Linked DNA regions of Podarcis muralis: region 2 is linked to region 1. A link is a contact called in public Hi-C data. All regions are on one chromosome and are shown on one strand. The core of a region is the stretch at or near the end of the contact, and the rest is flanking DNA. Distances in the headings are between cores, read along the strand shown.

Region 1 (3,597 bases), core at 307-2,806:
ACAGTGAGACTATTATTTTGAAACAGGAAGTTGACTAAGGCTGCAACGCTAATCATACTTAGGCAGCAACTTCCACAGAACTGAGGGGGTTTAATTTGAACAAACATGTTCAGAATCAGGCTAGCCAAGTTACTTCTTTTCCCCATCCTGCCTCATGACAGGTCTTTTCACCCATCAGAAACTGGCCCTTGAAGCTGTTGTCTAGAGTCTTACAGTTTTGGCATTGTTAATAACTGACAAACCCAAAGAGGCAGAAATTGTGCACTGGAAACTCAGAAACTAAGTTGTAGTGTCCTATACTAGAGATAAAATTCTTTACCTGCAAAGAAGCAATAGGATGATGCTTCTTCCACAGGCTGTGTGCTACCACAAATTCAGCAAGTGTGTCAGATTTTCACTTTGTATCTTAAATCCCTTCAGCCTCATCTCACTGGAAGCCTACACTCCTATGCACATTTACCTGTGAATTAGTCCCATTTGAATTTACTGGGTAGGACAGATGTCAGTCCTGCAGGATCCACTTTTACTAAAAACCCTCCACCAGCTTGAGCCAAGTGAAAACGACATGCGTTTCAAAATTAAAAATTCTGACCCTGTGAATTTGTTTTGAGCACTAGAACTGAAGTGAGCTCACAATCCTCACACACTGATCTCTGCTCCCAAGTCTCTCCCAGTCCCCACTTCAGCACCATAATTTGGCATTTGGTTGTCATTCTTAAAACAGTTGGGAGTCAGAAATCCTCACCCATCTTTTCCACGCCTGCTAAAAACATTCCTGTTTAGACAAGCCTACCCAGATGTTTGGAAAGCTGAGGTAATTTTAATCTGTTTGAGTATTTTAACTTTTGCATGTTTTTAAAGTAGGGTATTCCCCCCCTTGATTTCATCTTTTGCAAACCGCTTTGATCCCCCCCCCTTGTTTACAGCCAAGAGGTGTATAAATTTTATGAAACAAAAAACCAACAAAAAACAAGCCCACCCAGAAGCCTCCCGGTAGATCCCGATCCACCTTCTGCCAACATCTGCTATGCAATATACACTGTGGCACAGTACTACGCCCGAATGAGAAAAAAACGATTCTGGCTACCCCGCAGTACACTTTCGATGAGATCTACTTCCCAGGATGGGCAGTTTGGGAAATGCAGCAGCAGCATAGCTGTCAACCTTTCCAGCTGCTATCCCGGATTGTTAGTTATCCCGTAGACTGTCCCCGGGACAGGTGAGGCTACTGATCCCTTATTTTCTAGGCTGTTGATCCCTTATTTTCAAATCTGAAAGTTGACAGCTATGAGCAGCAGGTTGCTTCGCTACGAGGGAATTTAACAACGCGTGAAATGTCATAGTTTCCTCCCACCCGCAGCCGCCCAGGCCGCCCCCGCACCGCACAACACTCCCTCGACTTACCAGCGGCCCGGATTACTTGCGAGTAGTTTCCCTTGTCGCCCCTCTCACTCCCTCGCCATCTCTCACTCGTCCGCCTTCTCTAATCAACTTCCGCTCTATTGACTTCCGCATATAGAGGCATATCTAATAGACTGGCGCACAGAGGTTAACTTCCGGATTGCTTTCGAACTCCACGACCTTCCCACGACGCGAGAGCCCCCCTAACAAAACCAGTTGGGAAGCCCCGGGTTTTAGTGTACCGTTGATTTGAGTGACATCCCTCTCCCCTGCCTATAATATAGTATAGTATAGTATAGTATAATATAATATAATATAATATAATATAATATAATATAATATAATATAATAATATAATATAATATAATATAATATAATATAATATAATATAATATAATATAATATAATATAATATAATATAATATAAATGTATTAGCAAAGAGTTTGTTCTCTTTTCTAACTCAAGACTTATTTCCTTGGCAGAAAGGCAACAATAAACTTCAATCCCATTTGCAAAGCTAAGCAGTGTCCAGTACGGTTTCAAATTAGATGGGGCACCGCATGTTGAGATGCCTGCATTGCAGAGGGTTGGACTAGATGACCCTAAGGACCCCCCTTCCAGCTATATGATTCTATTCCACATTTCTCTACCCCCCTCCCCTCATGGGCAGCTGTCACTTGGTATAGGAAGGTGAAGCGGGAGCGGGAGCTTCAAAAAGAATTTATGAGGCATGACCGCGAGAGAAGTGCGCATTTGTTTACTCTGCAATTTCCTATCTCTACGCTTCGGTGCAACTTCACAGCGATGACGTCCGCTTATGTTGCGCTCCGTATTTCAGTGGGGAGTAATAGCCTGGCTCTATCTACCGTCGAGGCCTAGAGCGGCGCTTACTCTGAGCCAATCGTGAGTCACCGCCGATGGCGGTTTCCCCCTTTCAACGGAAGTTTATTTTCACCCCCGCGTCCTATGCGCGCGCCGGGAAAGAGGCGTGGCTTCGGTTGCTAAGAAGCGGTTTTGGTTGGCGAGCGGGCAGAGCTGGACCGTTTTGTTGTTGGAGGGAGCTGGTGCTGCTTGGGCTGAGGCAGAGGAGCGTGAAGGGCAGGCGAGGACGGTACCATGGTGAGTTCCGGGGTGGGGGGGTTGGAATGATGCATTAGCTAGTCGCCGTGTGTGTGTGTGTGTGTGTGTGTGTGTGTGTGTGTGTGTGTGTATATAATGCTTCTGCAGTGACTCCCATTGAGGGATGGTATGTTAGCGAAGAAATGGTGCTTAATAGCTCCTCAGTGGGGGTGATTTTTTTTGGGGGGGGGATGTGTTGTGACGTCACTGATTACATTTATTTACATCCTGCCTTTCTTCTGAGAAGCTCAAGGCAGTGGCCGCTGTTATTCTTCTCCCTCATTTTATCCTCACAGCAACCCTGTGAGGTAGGCTAGGCTGGGGATGAGTGACAGGCCCAACGCCACCCAGGAAAGCCCATGGCTGAGTGGTGGTGTAATAATAATAATAATAATAATTTAATAATACCCCTCCCATCTGGCTGGGTTTCCAGAATCTGGCAGCTTCCAACAGAACACTAAAATACAATAAACATTAAAAGCTTCCCTAAACAGGGCTGCCTTCTAAAAGTTTGGTAGTTATTTTTCTCTTTGACATCTGATGGGAGGGCGTTCCACAGGGCGGGTGCCACCACCGAGAAGGCCCTCTGCCTGGTTCCCTGTAACTTGGCTTCTTGTAGTGAGGAAATCGCCAGAAGGCCCTCGGCGCTGGACCTCAGTGTCCGGGCAGAACGATGGAGGTGGAGACGCTCCTTCAAGTATTCAGAACTTCAAGTGTTTAGAGCTTGGCCCTTCTTGTTCCTAGCCTAACAGTTTAACCACTGTACCATGGGGGGGGGGGGGGAGGATTTTGTGGTCCTCCATGTGGTGTTGGACTCCCAACTCTCGTTAGTCCCAGCCTGTGTGGTCATGGGTTATGGGGATTGTGTAGCCCAGCAATGTCTGAATGGCCACAAGTTCTTCATCTTTGCATTACACCATACTGGCTCTCCTGATAGGTTACCTTCTTCCAAAATCTGGAGAGAGAGAATTATCAGTTTGGAAGAAATGTGACAGCCAACAGTTTGAGCAAGAGGAGGCCAAAGTAGAGAGCAGCCCGTGTATATATTAGTCTTTGGGGATTTACTGAATGAATGC
Region 2 (3,597 bases), core at 401-2,900, 390 kb after region 1:
GAGTCGAGGGAAAGAGAAAATGTACAATAATATGTTATTTATGTTAAGGGAGAAAGTGACAAGCATTAAGCATTTATCCAGGTTACATCTCAAGTGGGTGACATAAAAAGTAAAAATCTAAGATATTGCTCCAAAGTAGCTGAACGTATTAATTTGTCATATTAGATTAGATTAATCTTATATCTTATTACCTGCTTTCTTGCCACTCCTCTGCACAGGCAACTTTAACCATGCCTTGAGTGCTATTTACACATCTTAAGGCATCAGTTGCATTGAACTCTATTCCAAAGAGAGATTCATGTTGAATTCTTAAGACATTGTCTCCAAACATCATTTCTGGAACACAAGGAATGTGTAGTTCTTCAGCTAATCTGCATGGAAACAAAAAAGGTATGTCACTTTGGAATTATTTCACACTAACCACATAATTTAAAACAGAGACATAATTTGTTCTGAAGAATATTACAATATGCCACATCTAATTCCAAATATAGTAACACTGAATCAGCTGTGCTTATTTAAGATGAAATTAGCTCTGGAGAGTCTAAGCTTCCCCAAACATGTATGTTCCTTTCATTTTTGGTCTGTCTCATAAGTCCCCAGCTAGACCGCAAGAGGTTAATTCACTGGAGGTCGCAATTTACCACAATACCTTCACAGCACATGGGCACCACAAATACACTTGTCAGAACAACGTTAGCATTTAACAAGAGGATTTGCCACAAACGTAGCAGCACGTGAAGCAGCCCATAGAAAGCAAGAAAGTAAACTACAAACATATCACTTACAAATAACTGGTGAGGTGTATATGATCTGATTGATCAGAGGACTTAGTCGTCTGGCAGAAACCTTACACAGTGGTACCTCGGGTTAAGTACTTAATTCATTCCGGAGGTCCGTTCTTAACCTGAAACTGTTCTTAACCTGAAGCACCACTTTAGCTAATGGGGCCTCCTGCTGCTGCTGCACCGCCGGAGCATGATTTCTGTTCTCATCCTGAAGCAAAGTTCTTAACCTGAAGCACTATTTCTGGGTTAGCGGAGTCTGTAACCTGAAGCGTATGTAACCCGAGGTACCACTTGTAACTTGATCACTTAAAACAGCATGCCGGTTCAGAAACCTTAAAAGCATCCCCGCCCTCCTGCAAAGCATTTGCTTTCTGCACACTTGGGCTCAGGTGGGATTTTTAGGAAAATGGAAAAGGCTGTCGGTCGGGGGGGGGGGGTCACTTTACGTTTCAGTCGCCCAGGGAGATTTCCGGGCTTGTTTTCATTGAAATCCCATCAATAAAAGCCGCCGGCCATCCGAATTGGCCCGCTGCAACCTGAAGGGCTCGGCCGACCCAGAAGCGAAGGCTCTGGCGACAGTGTTCCCTAGCATCCCCGCCCCCCGCCTCGCACCTCTCGGCCTCCGACGACTTGATGATGTGGGTCCGAGCGGCCGTCAGCTTCCACGGCCCGAAAGTGAAGTCTCTCCGGCTGCTCTTGAATACGGGCATCATGTTGGCGGCGATGGAAGTAGCATAGAGAGGGCGAAGCGGGAGAGGGAGCGACTTCCGGACACCCTTCCAGGAGGAAAGCCCCGAAAAGGAGCCGTCGGAGGAATTAGTAGCGGGGTCTATTGTTGCTTTTTTTCTCCCCTCCCCCAAACAGCCGCCACCGGAAACAGAAAGAACCCTGTTTCCGCTTCCGGGTTCATCACATGTGCTTTGCAAAGAGGCTGCAGTCTTTCGCTAGTAACATTTCCGGTTCTTGGTTGAAGTCGGTGCCGTCTCCCATGTGCGGGGCAAATGCATGTGAATCCGTGGGGAAACTCAAGTAAGGAGGCCCTTTGTCGACGAGGCGCTTGAAATAGTTGCGCCCCCTTTCCCCCAAATCCCATGCAAAGGGCAAAAGAGACTAAACAAGGATGAGAGGCTCGTTTGTTTTCTTCGCAGGGGTTACACCGGGTTGGTGGGTGCGGAGTTTCTGCCCTCTCCAAAGCCTCAGAGAAAGCAGAAATTAAACAGAAAGTGACATGCTTAAAGTGATGACCGTTCATTTTCTACCTGCTGTGTAGTTTTGAAATATCCCGGGAGTGTATGTAACCCACAGGTGCAATGTTTTCGACAGAATCGTTGTGTCTACCCAAAAGATGCACAGGGTTTTGTTTTGTTTTTTAAAAAAAGTGGTAGACAGGCTCCCATGCCTTTAAAGGCTGTGTTGCAGGCACAACTTCAATTGGTGCAGTCTTCCCCTTATGGAGACATGGGGGTTGCATCTGTTGAATATCTGCTTTTTATGCAGCCCTGTAGCCACAGGAGGACCTGACTCCCTGGAGGAAATTCAAACGCACCTTGTCTGAATTTTTAGTTTTCATTTAACAACAAACCTCTAGCTCTTGCAAGATATAAACGCAGTCAGAATGATACCCAACTGAGCACTAAGAACTAAATTTGCTCTCACTATTTAGTAGTCTGGCCAATGAATGCACTAGGTCCTTATTTTTACGTTGTATAAATCATGTTGTTGTTGGCATCTGTCGGTCTCAGGAGACAGTGGAAGAGTGCACCTTAGCTGGTAAAGTCAAAACAGTTGCAGAGTCACAGTGCCTCCTGTGGCTGTAGAGACTGATACAGGAGAGATATGTTTTGTTGCAAGTGGGGTAGATGAAGGCTTCTGGTTATGCTACTATAGGCGCACCATTGTGTTGCTTCTCTTTGTGCTCCTCCCAGTAGTTACTCTCCCTCTAGTTCAGCCTTTCTCAACCTGTGGGCCCCCAGATGTTGTTGGACTACAACTCCCATCCCATACAACCCCTAGCTAGCAAAGCCAGAGCTCAGGGATGCTGGGAGTTGTAGTCCAACAACATCTGGGGACCCACAAGTTGAGAACCGCTGCCACTGCTGTAGATACACAACCTGTCTTTCTCTAGGCACTGTGGTTGTCTGCAGGGGATTCACACAGGGCATGGTTAATGTTGCCACCCTTCATGTCACATTTGCAGACGTAACAGAGTTGATCTGCTAACCGGCCTAGTGCCTGAAGCCAGCTCCCTGTGGAGCACGTCCTTGGGGATCCTGCCATCTTCCATTCTGCGGATGTGACCAAGCCAGCATAGACGTCACTGAGAGGACAAGCTTATTGGCAAGGCAACTATGGCATTGGTTCGCCTCTCCAAAAGGCTGTGGGAGAATGTGATGCTAACAACCAAGATCAAGGTCAACCAGGCTTGCCTTGTTAACCATGCTGCTTTATGGAAGTGAGTTGTGGACGACTTATAAATCAGTGTTTAATGACTTGGTATATGGCAATTTCTTATGTTCCTCTGGGGATGGGGGGAGGCAGCAGCTTCTTCTCTTCCTTCTTCCATTTTCACTTCAGCACACTGGACTTCCCTTCCCCTGAGAACAAGGAGCAGCAACTGTTGTCCAGGCTAAGGGATGGCCAGTTGAAGGTGGCCTGCCCAGGGTGTGGCAAAATCCTTCAGTGGACTCCACCCTCATATTCCATACCCCTCTGTTCCATAAGAGTTCTGTGTCAAACATTCATCAAAAATCTGTTATCTTCTCATTTTCTGGCCAAGCACATACTTTACCTTTGTTCCTTCAACTGCCCA

Evidence for each region. A called contact is a pair of places that touch in the nucleus more often than the background predicts.
Region 2: a contact with region 1 is called in a Hi-C map of tail, with 2.3 times the contacts expected there. The contact joins the promoter of TIPRL here to the promoter of BLZF1 in region 1. A contact is called at or near these places in 2 of 3 Hi-C or Micro-C datasets (blood and tail).

Annotation. Positions count from the first base shown.
Region 1 is chr4:34,112,209-34,115,805 of rPodMur119.hap1.1, forward strand. BLZF1 (basic leucine zipper nuclear factor 1) reads right to left here and starts at 1,557. Exons shown (of 8, transcript XM_077927169.1): 1 at 1,405-1,557. It overlaps NME7 (NME/NM23 family member 7), which reads left to right and starts at 2,361. Exons shown (of 12, transcript XM_028726613.2): 1 at 2,361-2,521. The coding sequence starts at 2,519.
Region 2 is chr4:34,504,360-34,507,956 of rPodMur119.hap1.1, forward strand. It overlaps TIPRL (TOR signaling pathway regulator), which reads right to left and starts at 1,651. Exons shown (of 7, transcript XM_028726619.2): 1 at 1,401-1,651; 2 at 192-371. The coding sequence starts at 1,501. It overlaps LOC144327489 (a long non-coding RNA gene), which reads left to right and starts at 1,728. Exons shown (of 2, transcript XR_013392551.1): 1 at 1,728-1,817; 2 at 2,986-3,278.